Linked DNA regions of Mus musculus: all the other regions are linked to region 3. Evidence: chromatin contacts called from public HiChIP or PLAC-seq data. All regions are on one chromosome and are shown on one strand. The core of a region is the stretch at or near the end of the contact, and the rest is flanking DNA. Distances in the headings are between cores, read along the strand shown. Region 1 has its middle 59 kb from the start of Gm35189. Region 2 overlaps Gm40446 (a long non-coding RNA gene). Region 3 overlaps Gm35189 (a long non-coding RNA gene).

Region 1 (2,700 bases), core at 106-2,605, 74 kb after region 3:
TTCATTCCACAGTGGCTTTCCTGTTTTTAGAGCCTGTGGTGAGGTAGAATATCGTGGTGGGAGGAGCTTATAATAAGGACTACTCATCTTTTGGTGAATAGGAATCCTAAAGAGAGACCGAAAAGGCCCAGGAATAAAATACCTCCAAGGATCTGCCCACCAGTGACCTACTTCCAGTTAGGCCCCACCTCTTAGAGTTTTCAGCATTTTCCAAAACAGAGCACCATCTGGGGACCAAACCTTTAATCTACCAGCCTTTTAGAGAGGCACTTTATGTCCCAACCACAACAACACTCTAAATGGAAAAGCATTTATTTCTATTAAATTAGGTCTTTAAAAATTCATGGATGAAGAGGTAGGGATGTAGTTCAGTTTGTATAATGCTTGCCTAGCATTTTTAAATCTCTGGGTTTGATTCCAAGTTCCACTTAAACTAGGAATGGTGGCACATACCTGTAATTTCAGCATTTGGAAGGTGAAGACAGAAGAATCAGAAGTTCAAGGTAATTGTTTGCTACACAGCAAGTTCAAGGCCAATCTCAAGAAGAACTTTATGGATGGGTTAGAGGAGCAGGTCTTGGGCTATGCCTCCAAAAGAACTAGTAGAATCCAGTAGAAACACCTGCTAGGATTCAGGCTTGGTGAGAGAGTCAGAAAGCCTGCATCCTCCTCGAGGCAATGAGCATCATAACTTCAAGATCAGCCTGGGCTCCATAAAAGAAATGTCAAAATGGCTTCTAATGGAATGGGCTCCAGGACTTTTACTAGCAATGTTGTAAAAGTCCAGTGTGTGTAGGCCCATGCTTGCCCAGGAACAGCAGACATAAGAAACTGCACATCTCAAGCAGTGTTCCGACGTACATTCTTCCACATGAAGGGTTCTAATGGCTACTCCATTAGTGCCACATTCCCGTCCTCCTTCCATTCTGCCACATGCTCCTTCCCACAGAGATGTGAATGCTTACCATAGTCAAGTTTGGAAGAAGAAACTTCACAGGCATGGACCAGCCCTCTAACCTCCTTTTTCATCCACAGAAAACAGGTTTTTTCTTTGCATTGTAGTTCCAGGTGATGAATGTAGCTCCTTAGAGTTGCCTGAAATGGTCCTGAGTAAATGGGTCCAATACTGGGGCCCAATATTAAAATGCTCACTTGCCTACACAGCTCACAACAGGTATATCAGAAATAAGGGGAATACTTTGATCTCTTTGTGTCGATTTATTTTTTCTCTTCTGATCAAGGGATCTGATCCAGAAAATAGGTTTGGAGAAATAGTTTAATGCTGTACTGTGCTAGTAGCCACCACCTGACACTTACGATGCCTCCTGCTTTGAAGTGCTGGCAGCTTTTCAAGCATTTCCTATTTGTATCTCTGTGATCTTCACAGTAACGAGGCAGGATATCATCAGCTCAGTATGTGGCTCTTACCACTTCCTACCTTCTTTTTATTATGACTGTTATATTATGACACATAGAAAATCTGAAAGTATCTACATACATACATACACCCACACAAACACAAACACACATGTATATAATAAGTCAAGAAAAGTATGAGGCTGCCAGGATTCTTGCTGCTCTGAGCCTTGCCCAGCCACTCTGAGCACTGAGTTGTTTGGGTTGTTCAGAGCCATTCACTTCCTACCACTTGGGAGATTCTATCTTAGGGGAGTGAACTAATTCAAGGCCACAAGGTTACTAAACGTGGTGATTTTAATGTATGACCCAGACAGGCTCATACAATTTAATGCTTGGTCCACAGCTGGTAGAATTGTTTGGGAAGGATTAAGAGGTGTGGCCTTATTGGAGCAGGTGTGTTACTAGGGGCAGGCTTTGAGGTTTCAAAAGCCTAGGCCATTCCCAGCTAGCTCCCTTTCTGCCTTGTCTCAACACGTTAAGTTCTCGGCTGCTGCTGTCAGTAAGCCTGCCTGCTTACTGCTATCTTCTGTTGAGGTTTGGTCTGTTGCTTTGCATTGTAATGCCAAATTTTGTACCTGAAGGTCTAGGCCTACAAGTGAATTCTCATGTTTACAAGCTTTTGTTGTACAAACCTTGTTCCTTGATATGAAATTACAGGTTAAATAAAACTGGCTACAAGCAATTACTGGAGGGATTAGAAGTAGGTGAGTTTTGAGTTACTTGGTTGGGGGTGGGGAAGAGAGAAGAGGGAGGTGGGAGCAGAAGGGAAGGAGGAAGGAGAAGAAAGGAAGAAGCCATGAGGGAGGTGGACCATGAATGTGTGGCCAGGAGAAACAACAAGTATCTGGGGGTACACCACTGGGGAGGTAGGCAGGCTGAAGAGTAGATTAGGGGTGACCCACCAGTAATTGTCAGAGCCAAATAAAATAACCATAGTCGGAGTCTTATTTATTTGTAATCTAGTTCGGGATAAGCTTAAATTGATTGGACTGCAATCCTCCCTGCCATAACGGTCACAGACTCTAGCCCCCTGGAACCATGAGCCCCCAAGTAAATGCTTCATTTTATAAGTTGCCTTGGTCATAATGTTTTGTCATGGTCATGGTAATAGATAAGTAACTAAGACTAGACCCTCTGAGTCCCAAACCAAACAACTTCAAACATAGCCTTCAGTGGAAGAAGCCTTTATTACCAGCACAAGTCCTCATTCTAGCTTACAAGATCAGAGAAGGTTCAAGCCATGGATTCTTATTTCCAGCTGTCCATTTCTACTGGATCAGT
Region 2 (2,700 bases), core at 59-2,558, 120 kb after region 3:
GCTTTCTAAAGAGCTTGATCCAACCCTCCAATTTCCTACCTTTCTCTTCCACCCGTCGTCTTTAATAATTAGGCTGCTTAATAACTGCTGTTGGTGGGGAGGAGGGGAAGGAAGATGGAGATTGCTAGGGCTTACAAGACCCTGGGGAATGTAAGAGCTTCTGTTGCCAGAGCCATCCTGTTCTGAACAACTCCCTGGGCACGTTGCAAGCAAAAAGGCTGCTCTTTCCTGCTCCAGACTTGACTGAGCCTGGTTCATTCAGCACCCAAAGGCCTTGCCAGGGGATCAGCTTTGGTTCCTGTCCCGACTCGTGTTGTTTCCTGATAGCATTTGATCGATATTTTTCAAGTACTCACTGGGTCTGAAAGTCAGCCCAGGTGAGACAGAGTATAAAGAAAGTAGAAGACAACCCAGACAGCTGTGACAACACAGGGAAGCCAGGAAGCCTCGTTCTAGAGCACATGCCTGCTCAAGTGCACTCAGGCGTGGGCTTCAGGACCAGTTATGAGTATCCACCCTGGGGAGTGGAACCAGAGAAAGATGAAGATAGGGATGAAGATGAGTGGGCAGTCAGAGAGACCTACATGTACACTAAGAAGCCACATAATGTGGGGGAGGGATACTGGTTTCACAGTTACACATATGTGGGTTCAGATGCCAGCTGCTCTATTGACTAGCAGATGATCTTAGGTACAACATTTAATATCTCTAGCTTTGAGAGATATTTAGGTTCTTATCATTATAAAATGCAGTCAATAATTTTTTTAAGAGTACCCATTTATTTTGGGGGCTGGATGAATCAGTGGTTAAGAACATTGGCTGCTCTTCCAGAGGACCCGGGTTCAATTCCCAGCACCCACATGGCAGCTCACACTTGTCTGTAGCTCCAGTTCCAGGGTTTTTGACACCCTCACAGACATACATGCATGCAAGACACCAACAAACATAAAATAAAATAAATTATATATGAAAAATATTTATTGTGTGTGTGTTGAGTGTGTATATATGTACCACATGTGTGCAGGGGGCCATGGCAGCCAGAAAAGGACACAGACCCCTTGAAACTGGACTTAACAAGCAGTTGTGAGTCTTTTGGGTACTAGGAACCAAACTCATATCCTCTATAAGATCAGTAAATACTCTTAACCACTGAGCCACGTCTTCAGTCTAGTTAATAATTCTTATCTTTCATAGACAGTTTTGGGAACTGATGATATATTATGTCAAGTTATCTGAATGTACTAGACACTCAGTAAGCAGTATTAAGGCATGGTAAAGAGGCTCTCCTGTGGTTCCAGCCACTCAGGGAGATGGGGGTGGAAGTTTACTTGAGTCTAACACCTGGGCCAATTCATCCTAAAACAAACAAAGGGGTAGGGAACAGGAAATAAATGCCACCTGGCACTATTTTTTGACGGCCTTTCTGTACTAGGTACTGAGCTGGGGTTTGGGGGATATGTATAGAAAACGTGTTGTGACAAATAGGATTGTCTGTTGAACAGTCCCAAGAGTTCTTTTCAGGGTTACCTGCTAAAAGATTAGTGTGCTCTTTCTCAAACCTAAACTTCTTGTTGGACAAGTGGCACTGAAAGCCACTAGCTGAGTATTCACAGCACTTTGGCTACCAGGCTGCCTAGTGTCTGAACACCAAAATATTTATCCTTCCTAGAAAAGTTCCTCTCAATTTGACCCACACAAAGAAAGCAACAGAGGGTCACTCTCGAGTGAGCTGCTGTATGCTCATCCAACTGCACCCCAAGTGGTGCCACTTTCCCACAGGATCCAATAACAGTATGGTTCTGTAAAACTGCCCCTTTCTCAAGTTTCACCTATACCAGTGATGCCATTAGTACCAAGTCTTTGGCCAGACCAAAAGGCAACCTGCTTCTCTTGAGTAAACAGTGATTATGATCCTGCATGAGAAACAATGTAGTAAAGTTATTCCACAGGGCCTTCTTGGAGAAGGTGCTATTTGAGGTAAACTTTGAAGAGGGTGTTGGTGAGGAGGTGTGGGGATGCTTCTGTTTGGGGGTCAGTCTAATCAAATGGAAGAGCATATGAAAAGAAAGGACTTCTATGTCTTGCTTGTTCAAAGTGTTAGAATTTGTAGTCATGAGACAGGAGATGAAGCTGGGAGGTAGGCTAGACTTTGAGGGCTGTGACACAAAAATTATTTTGGAATTTAAAAAGTAATCAAAAACACCTGAGGCAGATGTGTGTGTTAGGCAGCTTCTTCACCAGCTGGGTGAGTTCCAAGAGCACAGCTGGAAGCAATGATCCCAGTAGAGGTGTTGCATATATAAAGCAGGTTAATGCATGCAGAAGATCGGAAAGAGGAGATTTTCTATATAATACGACAGGGCTGAAAGAAAATTCAGTAATCCGCAGTTCTTTCTTTTGTAATGGAAGCAATTAAAGACCAAAAAGACCTCATGACTTCCCACTATTTGACTTTCTGTACTCCCAATCCCTCAGCCTCCCAAGGAAATGCCAAGAAAGTTCAGATGACATGGCCAATTTTCAAGGACTTTTTCTCTAGGTGTATTATTCTTGGTCTTTGGAAGTATTAGAGAGGGGTAGGAACAGGGGACTTCTAATTAGGTGGAGATTAGGAAAAGGATGACAGGAGACCAGGAGACTGTAGGGGTCTCTTTTCCTTCCTCTGTGGTCTCTGGAAACATTTTAGAGGAATGTGGGTTT
Region 3 (2,700 bases), core at 40-2,539:
TGATCTGCCCATGTGTCCACATGTTCCTAATTTGGTTTGACGAGTGTGTGCAAGTGAGTTTTCCGTCTGTGCCATGGTCTGCGCTGGGCAGGTGGTGATTGTTCACTTGTGTAAATGAGATGTTGAATCCTTCTGTCTCAGCACTCGCATGTGGAATGTAGCACACTGGAATCACTCGGGCAAGGAGCTACAGTTTTATGCGATATGGAGTACGTTAGATCAGAGAAGGACTAATCTCTGCAGTCTCTTTGGATAGGTGTCCCCAACAAGTTCAACTCTGAAATGGGAGTTTAATAAACAACAACAACAACAACAACAACAACAACAAGATCCATTACTGTTACATACCATTTTAATTACTGTAATAAAATACCAGAGGCAGGCTACTTTATAATGAAAAGAGGTTAAATTTGATTTGTGAGTCGGAGAGGGCAAGGCCAAAGTGTTATATCTGGTAATTATATATTTCTTTTCTTTTCTTTTTTTTTTAGAAACAGGTTCTTAAGTAGCCTAGGCTAGCCTTGAAATTGCTTTGAATCCCTGACCCTCCTGCTTCTACCCTCAGGTGGAGAGATGTCTGAAATTACAGGCATTCGTCACTATATCTGGCCATGGTGATGACCTTGCTGACAGTTGTGAGGCGTCACATAACATTGCATGGGAAGAGACAGAAAGTGCACGTGTGTGTGTGTGTGTGTGTGTGTGTGTAGCTGAGGCTGGCCTGGAACTCCTTGTGCAGACCAGGCAAAAGCCTTCAGCAACGTTCCTGCCTCTGCTGGGCTTACAGGCATGTGCCACCACACCTTGCTTCTCCTCCTTTTATTCTTATTTTTAATTAAAAATTTTTTTATTTGATTTATTTCTGTGTGGGCATGCATATGCTGAGGTGTTTGTATGGCGGCCAGAAGACAATTTGCTGGAGTTGTTTTTCTGCTTCTACCATATTGGTCCCTGGATGAAACTCAAGTTGTCAGGCTTGGCCGCAAGCCTTTACCTGCTGAACCATCTCACGGGCCCATCTTCTATCTACAAAGCCGCCAGGATTCACTTATTCACCCTTCCAAAGCCCTTCCTGTAAATTCCACAGTTGGATTAAATGTCTACCCTCCTAATATGTCACAGTGCTTCACTTCAGGATGAGTTCAGGGATAAACCATAGTGAAATCCCAGCACTCCTTAGGCGCATCAACCTCGCATATGTGAGGTGGGGGTGGTTACCAAGCAGCAGCCCTTGCCCTGCAACCAGCATGCTCCCCAGCGGGACAAAGCAGCGCAGCTTCATGGCTGTGGCGCCCCTAGAGCTAGGAAGAGGAAGTGCATCCAGCGTGGGGGTAGAGCGGGCCTATTAGCCTTCCTACTGCAGTGCATTGTGGGTCTTCTTTGAGAGGATTCTTTCCAACCTTCACCCTGAAAAGAAGGAGGTGAAGGCTACCAAACATTCCAGCTGGGTTTGGCCAGCTGCTGTTATGATATGAAAGAATCTACGTCAATGAATCGAGGGAATAAAGTAGCAGAGGGCAGGGCTGCTTGCCAGACTGCCGAATGGGTTTTCACGAAGGGATCTGCACCGCGGTTTCTGTTTGCACTGCTGCTCTCTTGGCATCCTGTGCAGCTTGGCGTCAGCAGGAGGAGTTCTCAAAGGTTTGGCCTGCAAGTGCACCTCTTCTGCGCTGCTGGCTTGGGTGGCGCCTGGAGGAAGTTTGCCTGGGCCCCGATACTCTCCTGGCTCTTCCTTGCAGAGAGAGATATTTCAAGGCCTGTGTAGCTTTTTCTTCCTTCACCTCCACACACTGCTCAGGCAAGAAGCTGGGTGGGAGAAACTGAGACAGAGAAAGAAAGTGTGAAGCGTTGGGCCACTCATGTGGAACCAGGAAGGTGACTGACTCACTAGAGGATGTGGGGTGGCAGTGTGTGCACTGCCTGTGAACTCCCAGCGCCAGCTGGGCCTCACCCCAGTTTGGAGACTGGTTCCAATTTCACTCATTTTCACTTAATTTTAGTGCCGTCTTCTCTGGTGGTTAAACCCATTGCCCAGAGAATGGTTGGTTCAGACTTCTTTTGACTGGAGGATGAAGACGATGGATCTAGGGGTGTGGCTCATTGACACAGTATTGGCCTAGCCTGTGGGAGATCCAGGGTTTGCATCCCAGAACCACACAACACAACGCATCACGCCTGCCCACTCTAAAGGCTGAACTATTGTGCTCTTCCCTTCTAAACGAAAAGAAGAGTGAATTTAGTAGTCAGAATGCCTGCTTTAGAACATTGTGACCTGGGGGACATGACACTGGACATGGAGGCTGGTGCCCTGTGTCCCATATTGTTATTGACATTTATAACCTTAATTCTCATACTCTAAAATGCACCATTAATTCAATGAAACATGGCCACAGCATGTCTTCACTGACACACCCATGTGGGATCATTAAACTGAACACCTACAGTGTATCTTAAACCCCAAATTATAGTTCTTTTAAAAAGAGAACAGAATTGGACCGGAGAAATGGCTCAGTGCTTAGAACTTGCTGCTCTTCTAGAGGTCCTGGGGTTCAGTGCCCAGCACCCGTGTTGGACAACTTACAACTGCATGTAACTCTAGTTCCAGAGGGTCGTGGACCCTCTCTCTGGACTCTAAGGGGCACTTACAGGCACGTGTGCACATTCCCACACACAGATACGCATTCACGATGGAACGAGATC

What was found. HiChIP or PLAC-seq counts read pairs in DNA pulled down with a chosen protein or histone mark.
Region 1: a BATF HiChIP or PLAC-seq map of CD8 T cells shows a contact between it and region 3, with 13 read pairs. The contact joins two enhancer-like sites. A contact is called at or near these places in 3 of 39 promoter capture datasets (HPC-7-derived erythroid cells, embryonic stem cells and hippocampal neurons), 4 of 484 Hi-C or Micro-C datasets (CD4 T cells, CD8 T cells, cerebral cortex and 1 more) and 2 of 115 datasets of contacts at active chromatin or transcription factors (CD8 T cells and effector CD8 T cells).
Region 2: a contact with region 3 is called in an H3K27ac HiChIP or PLAC-seq map of large pre-B cells, with 2.4 times the contacts expected there. The contact joins two enhancer-like sites. A contact is called at or near these places in 1 of 15 datasets of contacts at CTCF or cohesin (pro-B cells), 7 of 484 Hi-C or Micro-C datasets (B cells, the G1E-ER4 cell line, the HPC-7 cell line and 4 more), 6 of 115 datasets of contacts at active chromatin or transcription factors (CD8 T cells, the HPC-7 cell line, embryonic stem cells and 3 more) and 1 of 9 other capture datasets (embryonic stem cells).

Annotation. Positions count from the first base shown.
Region 1 is chr12:77,112,301-77,115,000 of GRCm38.p6, forward strand. No RefSeq gene overlaps it. Among named protein-coding and RNA genes, the nearest start is that of Gm35189, 59 kb to the left of the region's middle. Within about 2 kb of position 1,356, at least 29 of the 459 cell types and tissues checked have an H3K27ac peak or open chromatin away from gene starts, as enhancers often do. A contact at or near this core is called in CD8 T cells and effector CD8 T cells, where this site is marked.
Region 2 is chr12:77,155,648-77,158,347 of GRCm38.p6, forward strand. All of the region lies in intron 1 of Gm40446 (a long non-coding RNA gene), which reads right to left. Among named protein-coding and RNA genes, the nearest start is that of Gm40446, 35 kb to the right of the region's middle. Within about 2 kb of position 1,309, at least 16 of the 459 cell types and tissues checked have an H3K27ac peak or open chromatin away from gene starts, as enhancers often do. A contact at or near this core is called in centroblasts and pro-B cells, where this site is marked.
Region 3 is chr12:77,038,207-77,040,906 of GRCm38.p6, forward strand. Gm35189 (a long non-coding RNA gene) reads right to left here. Exons shown (of 5, transcript XR_872836.1): 5 at 388-1,820. Among named protein-coding and RNA genes, the nearest start is that of Gm35189, 16 kb to the right of the region's middle. Within about 2 kb of position 1,290, at least 124 of the 459 cell types and tissues checked have an H3K27ac peak or open chromatin away from gene starts, as enhancers often do. A contact at or near this core is called in CD8 T cells, centroblasts, effector CD8 T cells and 1 more, where this site is marked.